2 separate regions of the Mus musculus genome follow, and region 2 is linked to region 1. Evidence: chromatin contacts called from public HiCAR-type data. All regions are on one chromosome and are shown on one strand. The core of a region is the stretch at or near the end of the contact, and the rest is flanking DNA. Distances in the headings are between cores, read along the strand shown.

Region 1 (6,631 bases), core at 696-3,195:
TCACTGCCTCTATCACTTTCCACTTAGAATGGTGCTTTATAATCCTCAGCCTAACTTTTCATGAGACTGGCCTTTCAATGGAAATCTTGCTGGCTCAGGAGCATTCCTTAAGGCCAAGGACTGGGTAGTCCTCACCAGTCATAGCCAACTTTTCTCAAATGGAAAAAGGCACAAAGTCAAGCAAATTCATCCTTTGTAAAGATCTTCAGCTCTGACCTAATTTGCTGTCCTCTCCACGATGTGGGGGTGGGGCTGAAGAGGAAGAACCTACTGTTCAAAGCCAACAAACCTGTATGGGGCAGTCCCTTCCCTGCCTTGCCTGTCTGTCTTCTCAGTGCACCAGGCCCCACTAGTACTGTTACCCCTATTTAAAAGGAAACAACCAGAGAAAGGTGGAACAGCCTGCTAAACGTGGCACTCCTGAAAAGCCCCAGAGCCAGGATACACACCCCCTCTTTTCTGTCTGGGTCAGCTAAGCCTTTTGAACCGCCTTGCTTTCCTCCCACACTACATCCCAGACATCAAAGCTCTTAACTGCTGATAATTCCTTCCCATACTCTGATTTACAAAGATGAGTGGGTGAGTGGTTCCTTTTTTTTTTTTTCTTTTTGCCTGAAACATATTATTTCAAAGTTAAGCAAATGGAATGTAAGCTACGGAAACTCAAAAAGCACCACTCAGGGTTTGACTGGAGAAGTCAGCAGCCCTCAGCCCCCTGTGTCCTGCTTAGCTTTCCACCTGGCTCTAAATTTGGAGAAGGGGAAGGAGCTAGATGGGGGTACAGCGCTCCACCAAGAGCCTTCTTTTCTTTCCTGTAGCAGACTTGTTTGTCTGATTAACCTAAAACTTGACTCCTGTCCAGGTTACACTCACCATTTATATGTCTAGGCTCTTACTCCATTTATCTCCCTAACACCTACCCCACCGCCCCTCTCCACTCTTCAACTAGGGCAGGTGCCCTCCTCTATCCTGTCTCCACTCAATCCTCTTCAGTTTCTTCCAAGAGGACACATGGCCCTGCTCTGCAGATGTTATTTCACCTTATTCTTGCATCCAGGACGACCAGACTCCTTCCTCTAACTTTCCTCTATCGGAGGGGCACTTCTGAGAACTTTGCGAGGAATGAAAGACTGTAAAAAGTGGAGCGAGCCAATAGTGAAGTCTCTCCACGGGCTCCGCCTGCCAGGCCCTCTGCAGTTCCATGCTGGGACCCCGAACTCCAGCTTCCTTGTGGCAGGATGGAGCCCCAGAAGACTGTGCTGTAGATGGGCCACCAGGCTCGGCATCGGGTTCCCCGGATTTCTGCTTTGTCCAGTGTTGGGGTGTGGGCAAGTCGGGGCGTCCTGCAGGCTAGCAGCCCGGCTCACAGGGAAGCTGAAGACAGGTCCACCCAGGGATCCCGGCTCTCTTCACCGGCCTGCCCATGTCGGGCCTCCGCTCCCCTCCTTCCCGGCTCCCGCCTCCTCCCGCAGGCTGCAGGGCGGCCCGGGGCCTGCCTCTCCCAGCGCCTTCACTACCGGGTCAAGCCGCGGAGGGAGGGAGACGGCGGCGAAGCCCTCCCTGGCGCTCCACTCGGTGCGCGCGCCTCCTCCCTCGGCTCGCATCCCCCAACGCTCCCCCCTCCCCGCCGCCCGCTTGCATCCTGCCAGTACAGTACAACTAGTACACAGGCACACACGCGCACACGCGCACACACACGCGCTCCCTACCGCTGCCACTGCAGCTGCCATGGATATCGGCTAACAACACAGAGGCCGGCGAGCGCGCGCGCGCTCCCCACTCGCAGCACGCAGGAGTGGCCCCCGGCATCCCTACCCTCCTCCCCACCCCCACGCCACCCGCTCACCAGCTCGGCCACTGCTCGCGCTGGCTCGGCCGCCGCCACCGCCGCTAACGCCGCCAACGCCACCACAGCTTCCTCCGCTGCGGGGCCAAAGCCTTGAGTGTCATTCAAGGGACAGCACAACCTCACCCAAGCTCTCCTACCTCTGCCCAGCCGTCCCTCTCATCCTCCCCCTTCCTCCGCCACACTCCATCCAAAGAAGAGGGAAAGCGCGGAGCAGAGGGAGAGAAAGGCAAAGTCTGCCACCCTCTTCCCTTGGCCCCCTTGCTCCTCCATCCCGATTTTGACTCCCAGACCCTCCTTCCCAAAGGACCCTCTGGAACTGAGGCGACTCACCCTACTGCCATGTCCAAAAGCTTGAAAAAGAAAAGCCACTGGACTAGCAAAGTCCACGAGAGTGTCATTGGCAGGAACCCGGAGGGCCAGCTGGGCTTTGAACTGAAGGGGGGCGCGGAAAACGGACAGTTCCCCTACCTGGGGGAGGTGAAGCCGGGCAAGGTGGCCTATGAAAGCGGCAGCAAGTTGGTGTCCGAGGAGCTGCTGCTGGAGGTGAACGAGACCCCCGTGGCGGGGCTCACCATCAGGGACGTTCTGGCCGTGATCAAACACTGCAAGGACCCCCTCCGGCTCAAGTGTGTCAAGCAAGGTGAGCGCAGCTTGTTCGGTGCTCTGCCTGGCGGTGGGACCCCGGCGTGGGGATGGCATTAACAGGGTGGGCGCGGGTGTTGGATGGGTGTATGCTGCGCCACCGCGGGGTGGGGTCCAGAGAGCACGGTAACTGTGTTCGGAGCATTAGGGGGACCGGGACTGGGGGGCTGGCTGGCCGGCTAAGCCAGGTGGTACTGTAGCAGGCAACTTAGTTTGCCCAGTTGGACCCTCCCCTTTGGAAGATGCTTGGCCTTGTCTGACCTCCTCTGAGCTTTAGGCCAAATAGAATGTGCGCCAATGGCATGTCCACAGTGGACACAGAGCTTTCGGGGAAGGAGGAAAGCAAGGGAGGAGGAAGAAAGGAAGATGGAGCAACTTGAGGTGCAGAGCTGTCGCTAGAGAGAATGGGAGAAGCTCTGAATATTGGGGCAAGTGGAGACCCCTTGCAGGATATCCAAAACTAGTCTGGAGACACCTTGGTCCGTAGCGGTTCCCTAGGGATCACTGACGGGAGAGGAAGGAAAGGGACAAATTGGTTTGGACGCTTTGACCGGTAGTGTTCAGTAACTTTTTCCCTGCTTCACTCCTCGGTCTTTCTCCCCCGCCCATGGTCATGTCATGTGGGCACCGTGAGTCACGTGCAGACTGACTAACCCTAGAGATCGCCCCTGGCCAGCAGGCAGGAGGAGGGGCAGAGATTAAGAAGCGGGGAGCTGGGAGAGCTTTCTAATGTGGAAGGGGAGGCAGACTGCGGCATTACAAGGGTTCCCCTAAGTATTCTTCATTGACTGGAATTTTCTTATTGACTAGGATTTCTCTGTGGTTGGACTCTCCTCTAGCTCCAGACATGGGGGCGTGTTTGTGGCATAGAGGTGGATGGAGATGCAAGCTGGTCAACAGCCCAGGCTCCCTGTGTTCTAACTTGGCTTCTGTCAAGTCTCTTCTAGGCTGTGAAGTTAATTTAGAGAGATTGGAATCTTGCTGAAAAAATGTCTTTGCTTGAAATAAAATTGTGGTCCTGAGAGAAAACTTTCATTAGAAAAGACTTTATTGTACAAATGTAGCGTGCCTTTGTTTTCCTCTGGTGGTAATGCAGTTTCTTGGGTGGCACAGGTGGACAGGACAGATCTGTCTCAAACATACCAGCATGGTATGACAGTTTGTTATCTATTGTTATTTGTCTTGCGCCAGTGTTGAAATTCTGAGTATTACTGTATCAGAATTGCTCTTCATGCTGTGATCCATTATGAAGAAATACTATATAGAGCAGTTGTTTTTTTCAGAATAAAATTAACATGTAAAAAGAAAAGTTCCGAAGTAAACAAGAGAGAATAAAGGTTCATAAACTTCTCTAAAGCTAAGCTGTCAAGGAAGAAAACATCTTCAGTGGGATTTATTGAGTATCCATCGTATGTCATTTTAGATGATCTAATATAGACATGCAGTATTATATGACCCTGAAGAAGAGGGTTTACTATCCTAGCATTTTCCAAAGTGACATACTTTGAACTCAAATTCAGAAAATTGTGTTGCTACATTTTAGGTTACGATACTACATAATAGCAATAGATAACAAATGTGAAGTTCAAGGCTAGGGTTCAGTTTACTACAATTGACCAATACCGTTATTTGGTGGTAAAAAATATTGGTGTTTGCAAAGGAAAACAACTGCAAAAGTTAATGCTTTTAAAATATCTGTTTGTTTAGGGGTTGATGGTTTATGGATGGGTGAATGGATATGCCCACTGTGTGATATGGAAATCAGAAAACAGCCCTTGAAAATCATTTCTCCCCTACTGCTCTGTGGGTGAGAGAGGGAAATTAGGCTTGCTGAGACACTTTTCCTGAGATCAGCCTCACAAGCCCACGTTAATACATTTCCACAGTGATTATATTCTACTGTGGTTCCCGCTGATCATTTTATTCTGATGCCTACATGTTGAGGTAGATGTTGGCAAACTTTAATACTCGTAAACAATAAGTGTTTATGAGTATTAATAAAATAAATAATTAAAAGAAAATATTATCTAGTATTAGCAATTTACTAAAAGAAATCCAGAGAGACATTGGAAAACTGAAGGCATAAAAGTTGTGCAAATTGAGAATCTGAGATAAGAAATGGGATTTTCTGGCCTATTCTGTGATAATGCTCATAATAAAGCTAGGGCAAATTTGGGAAGTCTTTCCCTTGGGGAAGCATAATTTCTAGCAGAACAGAGCTGGGAGTGATGTTGTAAGATGAGGTTTCCCTACTGGACCTTGACAAAGAAGCAGAAAGATCTACAGAGGGTGATCCCTGCCCAGCCTTGATTTTAGCTAAAATTCATCCTGATCAATCAGCTTCTTGCTTGTATTTTGTTTGGAAGAATAAAGCTGTTCAGATTCAGGACACTTATTATTATGGACTGAAATATTTAGGTGAAAATCTTTTCACAGTATATGTTAACCCTTAGTCTGTCAGTCTCCAGGTATCCAAATATAGACATTCATCTACAGAATTAAAATAGATATAAATAGATTAATTAATTAATCTATTTTAGCTTTTTAAAATCTATAATCGTATATGTTTATTTAAATGTAGTGATTCCTATATATTCTCTTATAAAATTGATCTTTTATCAGTGGTGATTAGATTTATTTATTTATTTATAATTATGAGTAAGTGAAAATTGGCAGACATTAAATATAGAGCTTGTGATTGTTGGGTTTCAGTAGGGTTTGTACTTGTTTGAAAATTGGGTTGAGCTTTAGGCTTAGTAGTTCTATTTCTGGGGGGAATCAAGAAAAAAAAAATAGAAAAACATAGCATAGCCAGAGAACTCATACATGGCTTGCTAGTGAGGTGGATTTTTAAAAATATTAATGAGATTGATTTTAAAGGTTTAGTTAAATATTGGACATTATGCAGAAACTACATGTATAGTTATAGCAAAAAAAAAAAAAAGAACTTGGGGAGATTTGTTAGAAATGGGAGATATGTATAATAGAAAGCACTAGCAAAATATACCCCAAATAAATTGCCATATTTACCCAACTTTTACTTACTTTTTGGCTAATTTTACATTATAGTTATTATAGATTTATAATTATCCTAATTTTTAAAGAAACTGAGAAACTAATATTTTAAGACATACTAAAGAAGACAGGTGTTTATAGTTTTTTCTGAACTGCTTAAATGCCTTCAAACCCATTAAAAAAAAAGCAAATGACATCATCAACAACAACAAAACCCTCACAACTTTTCAACACATTTCAACAGATTTCTCTTTACTTCATCATCTTTTAACCTACAGAATAAACTACATGAAAAATACCGTTTCTATTGTTGGTGATATCCTGTTGATTCTTTAAACCATTCTTTTTGTTTATAATAATCTTTTCTTACCAATAGATTTAATTATAACTCAGCAATATTGTATGCATTCTCATTTTTCCATAGGACCCCATGAAGAGAGCCCCCTTGGGTGATCCTGGGATACAAATTGAAGTGTTAACAGTTCTTTTCTTTGTCTTTTCCTTTTATCTTTGTTGCTAAAGTTCACAGCAGCCAGTTAAACAGACTGTCATGTTCCTGTCCTATATTCCTTAAGCCATGGCTCCTGATGCCTCAGACTACACAGGGACGGACATAGCCTGGATACATTTTCCCATTTAGTATCTCACAATGGAAAATAAGAGGCAAAAACTTTTATAATTTTTACCATGTGGAAGGTAGGCCATTGAAAGCCTTTGAACTTCACTTTTAGACAAGATCTACCTTCAAAGAGAAAAAGAGTCACATTTATTAAGAGTCTCACTTTCTTCTTGACTGACTGCAGACTAATATGATGTGTTAGGCTTCCACACTGCCTTTGCGTTTTGGGGAGTGAAATCCAAAGTATGTCAATTTCTGCTAGTAAAAAAAAAATGACTTTATTCCATATAATTTGAGTTATGTGGATTTTGTATTCAAAAATAATAAAAGTGCTTTAATCTGCTGTTCAGCCTAATATTTGTCCAGTGCTAGGGTTCAAGTCCAGGGCCATCTATGTACTTTAGAAATGCCCTGTTATTGAGCTATATTCACATTGACTGATTAACTTTGTTAGGAAAATGTTGGTTAATAAACAATTAAACGGTTCTGCTTAAGCAGAGTTTGTG
Region 2 (6,470 bases), core at 2,889-5,388, 96 kb after region 1:
AAATGGCCATATTACCAAAGGCAATCTACAGCTGCAATACAATTCTCATCAAAATTCCAACACAATTATTTACAGACCTTGACAGAGCAATTCTCAACTTCATATGGAAAAACAAAAAGACCAGGAGAGCTAGAACAATCTTGACCAATAAAAGAACTTCTGGAGGTACCACCATCCCTGACCCCAAGTTGTACTAAAGAGCAATTGTAATAAAACTGCATGGTATTATTAGTATAGGAAAAGAGAGGTTGATCAATAGGACTGAATCAAAGACCCTGAAATAAACCTATACACCTACAGGCAGTTGATTTTTTGACAAAGAAACCAAAACCATACCATGGAAAAATGCAAGCATCATCAACAAATGGTGCTGGTCTAACTGGACGTCTGGATGCAGAAGAATACAAACAGATCCCTATCAATCACCAAGCACAAAACTCAATTCTAAGTGGAACAAAGACTTCAACATAAAACCAGATACACTAAATTTAATAGAAGGGAAAGTGAAGACTATCCTTGAAAGAATTGGTACAGGAGACAATGTCCAGAACAGAACACCAAAGGCTCAGGCTCTAAGATCAACAATTGGTAAATGAGACCTTATACAACTGAAAAGCTTCTGTAAGGCAAAGGAGACTACTAATAGTGCAAACAAAAACAAAGACAAAAACAAAACACAACCAGCAGCCTACAGATTGGGAAAGGATCTTTACCATCCCTAGATCTGACACAGGGCTAATATCCAATATATATATATATATATTTATTTATGTATGTGTGTGTGTGTGTGTGTGTGTGTATAAAGAACTCAAGAAGTTAGACACTAAGAATCAAAATTACCAAATTTTAAAAATGGGGTATAAAGTTAAACAGAGAATTTTCAACAGAAGAATTTTGAATGGTTGAGAAATGCATAAAGAAAGGTTCAAGGTCCTCATTGGGAAAATGAAAATCAAAATGATGCTGTGATTACATCTTTCACCAGTCAGAAATGCAGAGAAAGAGGAACACTCCTCCATTACTAGTGGGAGTGCAAATTTGTATAACCACTGTGGAAACCAATTTTTAATGTTATTTAAAATTGAAAATAGATTGTCTTCTCATATAATACAACCTGACCACAGTTTCCTCTTCCTGGCTTCCTCTCAGTACTCCCTACCTTCCATCTCCTGCAGATCCACTACTTGTTCTCCATTTTCCTTCAGAAAAGAACAGACCTCCAAGAAACCACAGGCAAACACAACGGATCAAGATACAATAAGACAAAACCCTCTTATCAAGACTGGATGACAACTAGTCAGAACTTACCTTTCTTCCTTTTCATTAGAAGTTAAGAATGGAGAGCTATATCTGGACATGGATTACACAGTATTGAGAAAGAAAGACATTTGGAGCATAAGCATTCTGGGCAGCATGGTAGAAGCCAAAGAGAGGAGCAGCCACTTTTCCAGGATGCCCAGCCTACACACATGGGCATGCTCTAAGTACTGTTCACATGACAGAGGGAAAACATAGTGGCAGGGGCTCACAGCACTGCAGGAGTTATACCACAGAGCACCAGATGACACCGCAAAAAGAAAATCTGAAAACGGGAAACTTCCTAACGCTACTTGCCAAGCGTCAGGATTCTTTCTGAGTTCCCAAAAAACTCTGTCTTCCTAAATTGTTTGTTTTAAAACATAATGGATATATATTTGTGACAAAAATTAACATTTTTTGAAACATTGTATTCGTATTCTGCCCACTGCTCAATAGTTCTTGTTGTAAATTATTTAATTTTTTCACAGAACAATTTCTATGCAGTTGTGTTTGCTCCCAGGGATTCTGTACAAGTAGCACAAACTGGATGGCTTAAACAACAAAAAATATTACAGGCATGGAGTCTGAAACTCCACACAAAGTGTTGCAGGGCCAATTTCCCTAGAAGGGCACCAAGAAGCTCTTTTCAGGCCTCTTCCTGACATCTAACAGACTTTCATGCACGTGCAATGTTCACAGGGGGATCTGATGAAAGGAGCTTGGTTTATCATGATTTGTATAAGTGAGTAAATTAAAATTTCATTAATATGAGAATTTCTTATTGGTAATAGCATGCTATATTCTTTTGATGCTATGCACAAGTGGAAAAAAAATGTAGTAGAAGGGTACATGCTCAGTAGAGAGTCCCTGTTTTCAGACTTGACTTGAGGCAATGTGGAAAGCAGAGAACATCATCAGAAGGAAAGCCAACTTTCTTCACCATTTCATTTTCTGTGCCAAGCGTTCTCTAGAATTAGAGCACTTGAGTTTACTGAGTGTTTAATATCACAGAACACTGTTATTATTATTATTTTATTAGTTGACTATGTTTTAAAATAAATTGTCACTATTCTAAATTCAGAACTAGCTTCAGCTAATATCTAGGCACGAATAAGTTGCGCCAGTTCAAGCATAAGCCGTATTTTATTTTCTGTCACATGTACAGTTTTCTTGTTCAGTCTTATTCTACAACTTCTATTAATATATTTTCCATGAAAATTATATTGAAAAGATTCCATGAAAAAGTAATGGTTGTTATTGAATTTGAAAATTCAAACCTAACTTTGCATATAAAATGATATATTCATATTCTTTTGTTTTTATTCTTCAAAAAGCTGTAAATAAACAATCTGCATACAGTAGAAGATAAATCCCATACAAGCTTATTTTATATATTTTTTTACCTTAAAAGCTAGTAGAAAATGATCATGCCAGACATGTAAGGCTCACAATGAGAAAGTGTCAGCATTTTCTATCATGAACATAGATTAAAGAAATACAATACAGCACTCCAAAATGAACAGCTTCAAGGGTTTTTTTTTTTCTGAAATATAGAAATGGCCCCCTTTTTCCAGCTCTGCCAAGATACTTTTATGTGTTAATTGATCCTATTCCTTTTAATGATAATTGGTTGAAAGATTGTAATAGTTATTGATTTAAGTACACTGGTTGAAAATGAATAACATATGTATCTTTTATTGTTAAGTATAAAACTCACCAGAAAGAATTATTTATTTTCCAATGTAGCTTGCCAGGTTTTCCAATTCCCATAACTCAATTCAATGAATGTCATTTTTTTTTAATTTTAGGGAAATATACTAAGATTATCTAATATGGTAAGACATCCACTGATTATACAAATAAGATTATGCGAGCAAACTCTTATATCCAAAAAGTAAACTTTTATAGCCAAAAAGGAAGATATAAGAAGATAATATATAATTTTTAGGTATTTCTCAATCTGTAAATATCAATGTACAGTAAACATAATTTAGGGATGCTTTTCAAAAGCTAACGTCACACAAAAGTTCAACAACTGAGAAGTCACTGCAAATAATTCACCTTGGTGGTTTTTGATGTTGTTTTCTTCGGTTTTGTTTGTTCTTTTTGACCAATCAGGTCATGATTACTGCTAAAAGGAGAATTACATATATTACTATATACCTTTTCTTCAGAAAACAAAATCCTAAGAATGGCCAACAAGATTAGCAAATAGGATAAAGAAGTATAAAATAGACATTTTGGTATGTTGGCATATAACCGCATACATTCCACATTTCGTTTGCCTTTTGTCATGGAGAAGATGGTGGTATTGACAACAAAAGAAACTTTGACTTTTCCTGTCATTTTATTATGTTTCTTAAAACCACAAACTTATCATCCACTCTTTGTGCTGTATGGCAGCAATGCTTGCATATTTTTCCTCACTTTGCAAATAGTTCGTAGTAAAAAGCACACATGAATAGGATAGACACGTTTATCAGTTATTTTACTTGTAATGCTGAAAGTACTCCACAAATGACTTTTACTGCACCACAAAAACTTTCCAGTTTTATATTTCACTTGGACTTGTATAGACCCAGGAAACATATCTCAGAGCAGGTTTCATGTGCAGGCTTCTGCACCCCATTGCTCTTGATTTATCCTATTAGCATCTCAGCAGCCACTCCTGGTCCTCTATGGTGAGGCTTTTGGTTAACTGCAGTTGGCCTTCCTGGCTATGCAGAGAGCATGGGGGAGAAATGGAGATGCTTTTGCCTTTCTGCACACCATGAATCATGTACCTTCCCTGGTGGGAGACTTCATAGCAAGCTGAGCTGTTTCATCAGAGCTATTACTAGAACAGAACAAGAAAAGACTGCTGGCAGAGCAGCGTGGAAACGGAATGAAACAAGGAGGATTACATCCATGCAGACGAATTGCCAAACACTTTAAGAAGCACCGCTCTCATCTGTACTCATGGGGATTTCACAAGAACTCGTCTTCCAGGTTTGAGGTATTTATCTAAAGCCTGGTATAAAGCCCTTCTTCTGAAGTGGAGGAGCTATGCCCGTCAGGAGAGATGCTTAGAAGTGGTTCCCAGTTTTTCCCAAACCAGACCTAAAATTATGTCTAGCTTAGATGTGCTGGGTGTTCTATATTCAGGTCACAGATGTGCTGGGCGTTCTATATTCAGGTCACATATGAATGCTTTTCTTTTATATTCTGACCAATAATATTATAACAAGTCTTCAGCCTTAGAAGCAGACTCCTGTAGGGGTCATGGACACGGGGTGCGATCGGAGAGAACCACCTTCTACTTTAGGTCGTAGGTGACTAATGGACTTTTAAGTAAGCGTTTCTAAAGTCAGCGTTCTTCAAATTCAGGGATGAATGGAATTATGTTGTTTTTTTTTAATTCCCTGTCACCTGAAATAACTTAGTTCAAAAAATTGTCCTAAAAATGACATTCACTTGAATTGTAAAGGGCTCCATCTTGCTGCAGGGAATCCCCAGCAGGGTGTATAGTAGTATTGTCCAATCTTCCTGGGTGATCTGATCTCAGGAAGTCTGGAGTAGCTGTGAGGAAAGGTGACTGGGTCGGTCAGGCATGGGGCATTAGCCCTGGACACTCTTCTAAGCAAGGAAATCTAAATAAACCATGAAATGCAAGCAAGAAATGAGGAAATAATATTCAAAGAAGAAATGGGTAGAATACTATGAAAATGTAAGTAACACGTATGACACATAAAAGAAACCATAATATATTCCTGAAAATAAAGTAATAAAATAGTCAACAACAGTATCATGGATATACAAATTAAATAAAAAGATGGTACCAAGCAGCAATTGATTATGTGAAAATACAGAGGATATGGGTACAATGGTCGAGGAGCAGCTCCTATTTTATGCCTTAGGTGACTACATTACATTAAGGACTAAAGGGGGGACTACAACAATTAGTGTGAAGTGAAAATAATAGTGTGAAAAATAGAACACTTAGCCTGGGTGTAGAAACAAATGCTTTTATTCTGAGCATTCAAGAAACAGAGGATAGACAGGTTTACATGGGGAGCTCTAGTACTTCCAGGATTACACAGTAAGACAGTTACTCTAAACTAAATAATAAATAAAAACAACACAATATGTTTAAAATGTAAATAGTAAAGGTGGGTTTATTTTCCCATCCCCAATATTCATTTATTGTAAAAATCCATCATCTTAGGAAATGGTCATGAGGAAGAAAATCTAAAACTGGTAATGTTAATAGGTAAATTAAGTTAGTATTACTCTTCAATAGACCTATTCATTTTTATGTTATGTGTATATATTTTGCATGCATGCTTCTTTGCACACTCAGGAAACTGGACAGGAAAATCCAATCAATTTAAATCTGTCACACATTAGAGCACTGAACGTCCATATGTAAAGGTGATATAACTTCACACTAAGCATCATATATTATCAAAATGAAACAGAAGAGCAAAGATAGTCACACAAGCGAAAGAACAAGAGCATATTAACCCCAGCCAAGCATGATAGCCATCGTGGTAGCACCGGGATGTCTGAGATGAGAGAATTACTATGAGGCAAACCTGTACCAAGGCTATTAGGCCAATCTGGGCTACAGTACCAAGATCAAAAGAAAGCATTATCTGGAGAGAACAAAATAATGATGGAATAAAATGTCAATATTATATCCCTGTGGGCAGGAATGGTGGGAAAAAAATGTAGCAAACATCTAAGTGGCTGGATTGTTCTTTAAGGCTAAGAAAATGCTTCTATAGCTAGAATGTTTCCCAGGCAACAAACTGTTCCTTTGGCCTTACATGAGAGTGTGCAAAGGAGTCAGGCATGCTTGTTGCTTGTTATCCACAAATCCTTTATATCTCGGCTTGGTCCCTGGTTTTCTGAGGCCTGCCTGTTTTCACATTTCCTCCCAGTTAGGTCCCCATGTGGGAATTTTCCCCAGTGAGACTTTAGACTATACCTGATCAGGTAATAGCTTCCTCATTAGAGTCAGCCATAGGCATACAGTAGAGAACTATTACTTAATCAAAAAGCAAAGTGAGCGCACAGATTTATGCTGGTTTCTCTTTCTCATTGTCACCACCAACCTAAATTCCTGTCCTTGCCTCTTTCCACGTACAGTCCTGTTTAAGTAAGAAAGACTTCCTTATTTACTCACTCAC

Evidence for each region. HiCAR-type assays count read pairs that join an accessible place to other places.
Region 2: a HiCAR-type map of PVALB interneurons shows a contact between it and region 1, with 3 times the contacts expected there. The contact joins the enhancer-like site here to the promoter of Magi2 in region 1. A contact is called at or near these places in 3 of 484 Hi-C or Micro-C datasets (cerebral cortex, cortical glia and forebrain), 2 of 115 datasets of contacts at active chromatin or transcription factors (PVALB interneurons and neural progenitor cells) and 1 of 9 other capture datasets (adipose tissue).

The regions. Positions count from the first base shown.
Region 1 is chr5:19,225,101-19,231,731 of GRCm38.p6, forward strand. Magi2 (membrane associated guanylate kinase, WW and PDZ domain containing 2) reads left to right here and starts at 1,946. Exons shown (of 23, transcript NM_001170746.1): 1 at 1,946-2,489. The coding sequence starts at 2,189. It overlaps 4921504A21Rik (RIKEN cDNA 4921504A21 gene), which reads right to left and starts at 1,455. Exons shown (of 3, transcript NR_102342.1): 1 at 1,041-1,455.
Region 2 is chr5:19,318,578-19,325,047 of GRCm38.p6, forward strand. All of the region lies in intron 1 of Magi2 (membrane associated guanylate kinase, WW and PDZ domain containing 2), which reads left to right. Among named protein-coding and RNA genes, the nearest start is that of Magi2, 95 kb to the left of the region's middle. Within about 2 kb of position 4,139, at least 9 of the 459 cell types and tissues checked have an H3K27ac peak or open chromatin away from gene starts, as enhancers often do. A contact at or near this core is called in PVALB interneurons, where this site is marked.